Regions from separate parts of the Mus musculus genome. Here region 1 is linked to region 2. Evidence: chromatin contacts called from public HiChIP or PLAC-seq data. All regions are on one chromosome and are shown on one strand. The core of a region is the stretch at or near the end of the contact, and the rest is flanking DNA. Distances in the headings are between cores, read along the strand shown. Region 1 holds the start of Slc52a2 (solute carrier protein 52, member 2). Region 2 holds the start of Mroh1 (maestro heat-like repeat family member 1).

Evidence for each region. HiChIP or PLAC-seq counts read pairs in DNA pulled down with a chosen protein or histone mark.
Region 1: an H3K4me3 HiChIP or PLAC-seq map of the SCID.adh cell line shows a contact between it and region 2, with 34 read pairs. The contact joins the promoter of Slc52a2 here to the promoter of Mroh1 in region 2. A contact is called at or near these places in 13 of 39 promoter capture datasets (the 3T3-L1 cell line, the C10 cell line, the HPC-7 cell line and 7 more), 6 of 484 Hi-C or Micro-C datasets (B cells, CD4 T cells, the N1E-115 cell line and 2 more), 15 of 115 datasets of contacts at active chromatin or transcription factors (the 230-238 cell line, the NIH/3T3 cell line, the SCID.adh cell line and 8 more) and 3 of 9 other capture datasets (adipose tissue, liver and pancreatic islet).

The regions. Positions count from the first base shown.
Region 1 is chr15:76,537,063-76,541,395 of GRCm38.p6, forward strand. Slc52a2 (solute carrier protein 52, member 2) reads left to right here and starts at 1,768. Exons shown (of 5, transcript NM_029643.4): 1 at 1,768-2,133; 2 at 2,321-2,540; 3 at 2,632-3,517; 4 at 3,610-3,733; 5 at 3,852-4,333. The coding sequence starts at 2,411. The coding sequence ends at 4,064. Fbxl6 (F-box and leucine-rich repeat protein 6) reads right to left here and starts at 1,684. Exons shown (of 9, transcript NM_013909.2): 1 at 1,263-1,684; 2 at 855-1,013; 3 at 661-724; 4 at 227-358; 5 at 28-135. The coding sequence starts at 1,654.
Region 2 is chr15:76,377,943-76,381,948 of GRCm38.p6, forward strand. Mroh1 (maestro heat-like repeat family member 1) reads left to right here and starts at 2,571. Exons shown (of 44, transcript NM_175457.4): 1 at 2,571-2,634.

The sequences.
Region 1 (4,333 bases), core at 518-3,017, 160 kb after region 2:
CCCTTTTCCTGACCATCCCCAGCCTACCAGCAGTGCGCCCAAGATGGCCGTCGTCTGGGAACTGTAGGTCAGCCACAGTTTACGCATTCGGGACCCGGCCTCCTCCAAGAAGCTCACCACAGCTGTGGACTCCACCTGGGGATCCAGCCCAAAGGTGCAGCTCATGCATGTCACAAGGGCCCAGGCGATTTCAGGGTCCCCCACCCACCCACGGCAAAGGACTCACCATGGAATGATGTAGGTCCAGGCTGTGGAGCTGGCAGCAGGCTCTCGCTAACATGACCAGAGTTTCAGCAGTCACAGTGTGGCAGTCTGAAAGCTTGAGGAAGGTGAGCCGAGGGCAGAACTTGCTAACCAGCTGTAGCAAGAGATAGAGAGAGAGAGAGAGACCATCCAGGGTTGTGGAGGGCAGGTAAAGGTCTATCTACAGGGACACTGGTAGTCATGACAAGCCTATCCTATAGTCCCAGCTATGACTCCATTCTGTCCACGCCAGGCCTACATGGAAATTGCTGTCTCCTCCAGCAATTTCCTAAGATGTCAGCAAGACGAAACTGAGCAGGCAGGCAGACAACTCTGTGGTACACCACCAGGGCACCCTCCCCATAGTAGACCACTCAAACGTGACAGCTTGTGTGCAGGGCAGTCTCCAGCTCTTACCTCCAACACAGAGTGTACTTGAGACTTCCAGTGGATGAGGGTCAAGCTCTGGAGCTGAGAGAACCTGGGCGACAGCAAGGCCCGGCTGTAGTTGTGCTCTTGTCCTTACGCTGCCCCCTTCTGGACAGAATCCTCCCCTACTCAACGCGGATGCAGGGAAGACAACAGACAGTAAGATGACAAGGAGCCCTCACCGATTGGGTACGAGCCACTCCAGGCAAGCAAGGAGCTTCTTCTCTCCCTTAAGGTTGCCCTTGCCAGCCCGGCCAACCAGCGAGGGTGACAGGGTCACAGTATGCCAGAGTGAAGGATGGGAGGTGGCTTCGTGCCAGTGACGGCAAACGCGTGCAGCCCTAGGAGAAGAAAAAGTTTGCTGAGAGTGCGTGGCCTTTTGCGGGTAATGCCTACAATGGAGTGTTTTAGGAGCAGCGCAGCGGTCTTAAAGCCTGCCGTCGCCCGTTCTCAGTGCTAGGCTTTGAGCTCTAAGTGAAGACAGGTGCCGGAGCACTTGTGTTCGCCCGATGTGATGCCTGCTCTGCCCTCTGCTCTGCAGCACCCGCTCAGTGCGCCAGTCTCTACCGCGGCAGGCGCTGTTGGTGTACCTGCCAAGAAACGGCATGGGCCCATGAGCCGCAACCAACAACCCGAAAATATGCACCAGGACTTCTAAGGGAATACGGTCTCCCCAACCAGAGTCCAGGCCCTGATCGAGCGACGGCTCCGGTCGGGGTTTGGTCCTGGGCTTGGCGACAGCCGTGGGGCCACGAGCCAGTGACCTCGGAGCGCGGCGACGGGCGCGCCGGTGCGCACGAGCGCGGGGAGGCTCCAGGTCCGGCAGCACGAGCAACATGCTGTCCGCTTGCAGCAGGTGGTACCCAGAGCCGCGAGGTGCCAGGCGGTCCCACCACCAGTCCTCCGCCGAGCGGCCCCGCGCATCGGGCCGCTTGGAGCTTCGAACTCGACGTCTAACTCGCCTAGAGGCCACGGGAGCCATAGCCCCCGGGAGCTGAACTAAAAGCGGAAGGTGGGTGGGCAGAGAGGAAGGGGCGTGGCCCCTTAGCTCACTCCTTTACACTACACTTAGCTTCCGGGGGTGGGACTTCCGCCGCAGTCTAGCGCATTAGCCGGCGTCTTACTACAACCCTTTGGCTGGGGTTTGGCTGCCTTCCGGGCTAAGTGGCGTGCTCCCGGGGCTGGGCGGGCTGCTCCGGCCCCACGCCCCTGATGCACCGCACTCAGCCGAGGAGCCCAGAATCGAATCAAGTCAGCCAGCCACACCTCTTGCCGATCCACGCCGGCTGCCTGAAGTTAGCTGTCATCCAGTCTGGTTTAGCCGCGCCAAGACTTGGTCCTCCGCAAGCATCAAGGACTGGCTCTTTCGCTCATCTTCCTCCCCGGAACCATGCTTTAAGCCAGCTTCTCGCTCCCCCGCTTGCCAGTCTTGTACAGAAGGGTCCCGGTGCAGGCTCCATGGTAGGTGCAGCTCCTGATCTATCCGCCGCCTCCCTCCAGGTGCCTTGGTTTTGCAATCTGGCCACCTCAGACCCTGACTCTGCCCACTCGCATGTTTTTTTGTTTGTTTGTTTGTTTTGTTTTGGTTTGTTTTGGTTTGTTTTTTGTCTCCGTCCAGGTGAAAAAGCTTGACTCTTTTTTTCTCTAGAATAGTTAGAGAAGCTTTGGATCTACGTGGGAAAAGGGCGGACTGTTACCTTCGCTTTGTCCTGGAGGGCCCGCTTTGACCTTTGACCTAATGGCAGCACCTCCGCTGGGCCGACTGGTGCTGACCCATCTGCTGGTGGCCCTTTTCGGCATGGGCTCCTGGGCTGCTGTCAACGGGATCTGGGTAGAGCTGCCGGTAGTGGTGAAAGAGCTCCCGGAGGGTGAGTGAAGTGGGCGGAGGTAGGCTGCTGCTGTTGCTGCTCTTCGTTCCTTAGCCTGGTGCCTTTACACTATCTCCTCCTTCCACTGCAGGTTGGAGCCTCCCTTCCTACCTCTCTGTGCTTGTGGCGCTGGGAAACCTGGGTCTGCTGCTGGTGACTCTGTGGAGGCGTCTGGCTCGCGGCAAGGGCGAGCAAGTCCCCATCCGAGTGGTTCAGGGGCTAGGCATAGTGGGCACAGGCCTACTGGCCTCTCTGTGGAACCACGTGGCCCCAGTGGCAGGAAAGCCGTACTCAGTGGCCTTCCTAACGCTGGCGTTTGTGCTGGCATTGGCCTGCTGTGCTTCTAATGTCACTTTCCTGCCCTTCTTGAGCCACCTCCCACCCCCCTTTTTACGGTCTTTCTTCCTGGGTCAGGGCCTGAGTGCCCTCCTGCCCTGTGTGCTAGCCCTGGGTCAAGGGGTGGGCCGCCTTGAGTGCCTGCATGTGCCTGCCAACAGGACCACTGGGCCTCCGATCGAGGTGTCTCCCATTAATTTCCCTGAACGGTTTTCTGCCACCACGTTCTTCTGGGTGTTGACTGCCCTTCTGGGCACTTCAGCAGCTGCCTTCCAAGGCCTCCTGTTACTACTGCCATCCCCGACATCTGAACCCACAACAGGTACAGGGCTTCGGGTAGAAACACCAGGAACAGAGGAGGAAGAGGAAGAGGAAGAGGCCTCACCTTTGCAGGAGCCACCAGGCCAGGTGGCAGGCATTGTTTCCAGCCCAGACCCTAAGGCCCATCAGCTGTTCTCTTCCCGAAGTGCCTGTCTACTGGGCCTGCTGGCCATCACCAATGCTCTGACCAATGGCGTGCTGCCCGCTGTACAGAGCTTTTCCTGCCTGCCCTATGGGCGCCTGGCCTACCACTTGGCTGTCGTACTGGGTAGCTGTGCCAACCCCCTTGCCTGCTTTCTGGCCATGGCAGTGCTGTGCAGGTGCTCACGGACTCCCAAGCCCCCATGGGGAAGAGCTTGAGGTGGGCCAGGGCCTGGCACAGCCAGTCCTGATCCCAGCCCATCCTTGGCAGGTCTCTGGCAGGGCTGTGTGGTCTGTCTCTGCTGGGCATGCTCTTGGGCTCCTACCTGATGACACTGGCAGCCTTAAGTCCCTGTCCTCCTCTGGTGGGCACCTCTGCAGGTGTGGTCCTCGTGGTAAGTACAATGGGGACATGAAACAGGAACAGGGCTTGTCTCATAGCAGGGGAATTTCATGCTCAGCCCGCTGCTGCGAATCTCCCCTCTACGACACCCCGCCCCACTCCCCTTTCAGGTACTCTCATGGGTCCTGTGCGCAGGCACGTTCTCGTATATCAAGGTGGCGATCAGTTCCATGTTACACAGCGGAGGCCGGCCAGCACTGCTCGCTGCTGGCGTGGCTATTCAGGTGGGCTCTCTGCTGGGTGCGGTCGCCATGTTCCCTCCTACCAGCATCTACCGAGTATTTCGCAGCGGAAAGGACTGTGTGGACCAGTGTGGCCTCTGAACCCAGACGTGTAGGAGTTACTTCACACTTGTCTCCACCTGGAGGGTAGGAGGGATGGTCACAGTGCCTGGGTCCTGTGGCCCAAGGTGGCCACCCTACACACAGATAATATGGATATTTCACACTCCACAAGAGACCTGGCTTTGGAGAAAAGACCAGTGTGAGGACCAAAGAGCAGGCCCAGACCCAGGGATAGATTGGAGCTGCGCGGCCTTCACCCCTGGGACCTCTGTGGGATTTGCACAATAAAACATCTTCATCCAATGGGT
Region 2 (4,006 bases), core at 1,321-3,820:
GCTGTGTAATTACAGTCCGGATCCAGAAAGATCACATTCCTTTTGCAACGTTCTTAAGAAAGTTAATTTTTTATTTTACGTGTATGAGTGTTTTGCCCGTATGCATGTATGTACACTGTGTGCATGCCTGGTTGGTGCCTGTGGAGTTCAGAAGGGTACCAGATCCTCTGGAAGTAGTGGTAAGCATGGTTGTCAGCTACCTACCTCTTGGGTGCTGGGAACTGGAACCAAACCTGAGTCCTCTGTAAGAAGAGCAAATAAGTGTACTCAACCACGGATCCATCTCTCCATCACCCACCTTTTTATTTATTTACTTTTTAAGATTTTATTCTTGCCTGGTGTGGTGGTGCTTGTCTTTAATCCCAGCACTCAGGAGGCAGAGGCGAGTGGATTCCTGAGTTTGAGGCCAGCCTTTGCTACAGAGCAAGTTCCAGGACAGCCAGGGCTACACAGAGAAACAAAAACTAAAATAAGCCAGGCAGTGGTGGCACAGGCCTTTAATCCCAGCACTCAGGAGACAGAGGCAAGTGGATTTCTGAGTCCAAGGCCAGCCTGGTCTACAGAGTGAGTTTCAGGACAGCCAGGGCTATACAGAAACCATGTCTCGAAAAAAAACACAAAACAAACAAACAAAAACCAAACTAGAATAAACATTGTGTGTGTGTGTTGGAGGAGAGTGTGCACTTCAGTGTAGATGCCTGTGGAGCTTAGAAGCTTTTGTTCCACCTGGAGCTGGAAGTTAGAGCTGGCTGTGAGCTGCCCACATGGGAGACGGCAGAATGTGTTCCTAACTGCGGAGCCATCTCTCCAGTCCCTTTGCCTTGTCTTGTCCTTCTTTCTGTCTGCACCCTTACTAGTCCATCAGCTCTACTGCATTTTACCCAGTACCTCATGTGCTGGGCCTTATGCTGAATAATAAAAGTAAAAGTTACGTTGTGATACATACAGGGCAGCTTGTATGTTTGGCGTGGGGGGGGGGGCTGTGGGCTGTGTGCTGTGGAGCACAGGATCAGCAGGGCTTGTTGGAATGTGGCCAACCAGAGCACTGCCACTGTCCACTGCAAGGTTTTTCAGGCTGGGGGCGGGGGAGAGCAACGGGGGGGGGGCTCCTGTGTGTTAGCATGGAAAAGACCTCCTTCCCTGGCAGCTACCCAAGTTAGTCCCCTCTCTCTGTTTTCTAGCATTTTCCTAGGCCATGACCCCATCCACAAAGTGCTTCACTCTCTTTTTTTTTTTCTTTTAGATTTATCTATTTATTATATGTAAGTACACTGTAGCTGTCTTCAGACACTCTAGAAGAGGGCATCAGATTTCGTTATGGATGGTTGTGAGCCACCGTGTGGTTGCTGGGATCTGAACTCTGGACCTTCGAAAGAGCAGTTGGCGCTCTTAACCACTGAGCCATTTTGCCAGCCCCAAATGCTTCACTCTCTTACTCAGAGAGTCCTGTCCTGTCTTTTTCTCTCTTGGGCTCTATCCTCTCAGTAGAACTCATCCAAGTCCTTCTCATCGTGGAAAAAGAATATTGGCTGTGTGTTTGCCTCTGACCTGGTTCAACCGCAGCAGCTTAATTTCCACATCCAACGATGCTGTCAGCCTAGATACATGGTAGCTGCTTCCCCTTTGACAGGTTCTTGGTTCTTTTGCTTTCAGAACTCTACCCACAACTTTCTCTTGTTTACACACATCTGGGTGATTGCAACCTCTGGTTCTTTGCAGGTGCCAAGTCTTCCTGGCATGATCGTCCCCAACTCTCTTATCTAACCTTGCTTTCTTGGCACCAAACCCAAAGTTTATCCTGTAGTATGGCTTACTTTTACTTTTTTAGTCACCTCTTTCCAGCCTTAGAGGCTTTAGCTGCTCCTGGAGCTGGAATAACAGTGGTAGGTAGCAAGCAGCCCAGGTAGCTAGGACATGATCATCTTGATTCCCAATGTCTTGTTGATAGGTTGGACATGTACCTCTGTTGGGCATGGCCATGTGTACATTTAGGGGTTTGGGGTAGTTTTAGGCGTTTAGTGTGTGACCAATGTACAACAATGACAATACCTTGTGTGTGTCCGTGACAGCTGGGTTGTTGTTTTGTTTTGTTTTTTTTATTTTTGTTTTCTTCCCGAGATAGGGTCTCACTTTTTATCCCAGACTGTCCTAGAACTCACTATGTAGACCAGGATGGCCTCGAATTCATAAGGATCCACCTGCCTCTGCCTCTCCAGTGCTGGGATTAAAGGAGTGCGCCACCGGTCCCGCCTGGTGGAGTTTTCTGCAGTTGGAGGCCGAGTCCGAATACTCTCGAGAACAGCGCTTGCGCAGACGGCGTCTGGCGCAGCAGCAGTACTCACACTTGTCTTGTGAAATGGTCACCGGACCGCTGGGGTACCCAGCAGAGAACAGGAAGAAGTAGGTGTACCTAGGCGCTCCATGGAGCGGAGAGTGGGCGGAGTTAACGTGAGGGACAGAACTCTGACCAATGAGTGTGGAGATCGCACGGAGGCGGGGCCAAATTGCCGCGCGCCAGGCCGCAGTTGGCCAGAGGGCTGCGGGGATGGGCTTGGGGCGCTGCTCCGCCTACTCTGAGACGCTTGGGGCATAGAGGGCGGCGCCCGGGCCGTGGCGGCGGCGGCGGCTCCTCAGGTAAACGGCTTGTTAAGGCTCATCTTTGGTGGTGGGGGCCAGGCACCCTTTGAGGAACTTGGACCAGAGAGCCTAGGGGCCTCCCCATCTGCCAGCAGCAAGAGAAGCTGTGTCAAGGGGCGCCTCCCCAAGGTCAGCGGGCCGGTGCCAGGAGGTGCTGGGAGATCTCAGGTGTGCCCAGCGGGCCCGGCTTCGCATCTTACACCTGGAAGGGATCTCGGAGCTTGCGATTCAATTCTGACTTGTCAGACATCGGCGCGTGGTCCCTGGTCCCTGTCCCTGCTGTCTCGTGGGTCGCGTGATCCATGTCCTAGTCCCTTCCGGGAACTCGGTGACTCAAGACCCTGGTCCTTTGCGGGGTAGGGGCTACGTGTTCAGGTCTTTGACCTCCGCAACTGGGCTACCGGCATTTCTGTCTCTTTCATAAAACTGAGCCTTAATTCAGGGACTTGCAAAGCGAGTGCTCACCGCACCGCAGCCACTCGTCTTTCTGTATTCTCGTTGCGGATTAAAGGAGGCGGTGTAGAGCAGGAAAGTGATTTGTCCAGAGTCACGAGGATTGCTGGCCCCAGGGAGAAGGCCACAAAACTCTCAGAGTATAGAATTCAGGCAAGGTGAGAGCTAGGTGAGGTGGAGCCAGGGCTGACACTCCAGGTTTGGGATTCCAATTTTCCAACCAAGTCAGTGCAGTTATGCAGCAAGACTCTGCTCTACCCTGTACAGAGCTCAAGGTAATGGATGGAACCGTAAACTCAAGTGCAGTGAGTAAGCATAAGGACCTGCGGGAGAGGGATAGAGGGCGGCATCTGGAGACCTGGGGCTGTGAGCTGGAGTTACTGTTAAGGCAGAGGCTAACTTTGAGGGGCTAGTCTTGGTTGGAGGCAGGAAACTCTTTGGAAGGAAGGGGATGGTAGTAGAAATGGAGGAACAGCCTGCGACCTAGTTAATTAAATGGTAAAATTAAAAAAATTCAGGAAGTAGGTAGGTGGAGCAGGGCAGGGGTGAAGGTGAAGGGTTAAGTCTTAGCTGCTCTGTTAGACTTGGTTGGCCATGGTCATCTAGATGGAGACCCCCAGCAGACACAGGGTTGATGGGGCACCAGAGCAGAGATCCTATGCAAACCACTGGTTGTGGGATATTCCTGTGGAGCCTGTGTTTATGACTTGGCTGGCTGTGCAGTCTCTGCACCTGCAGGCCGGGGAGATGCTTCTGCCAGCAGGCTCTACTCTTAGGCCTTAGGCTGAGATGTGTGGCTCGAATGAGGAATGTCTTTCTGGGCTCTACTGTCAAAGTCGATGGCTGAGGCCTGGCCGCCTTCATTAACTTGAAACGGATGTCCAGGCAGGCAGCCTTACTCAAACCTGCATCTTGT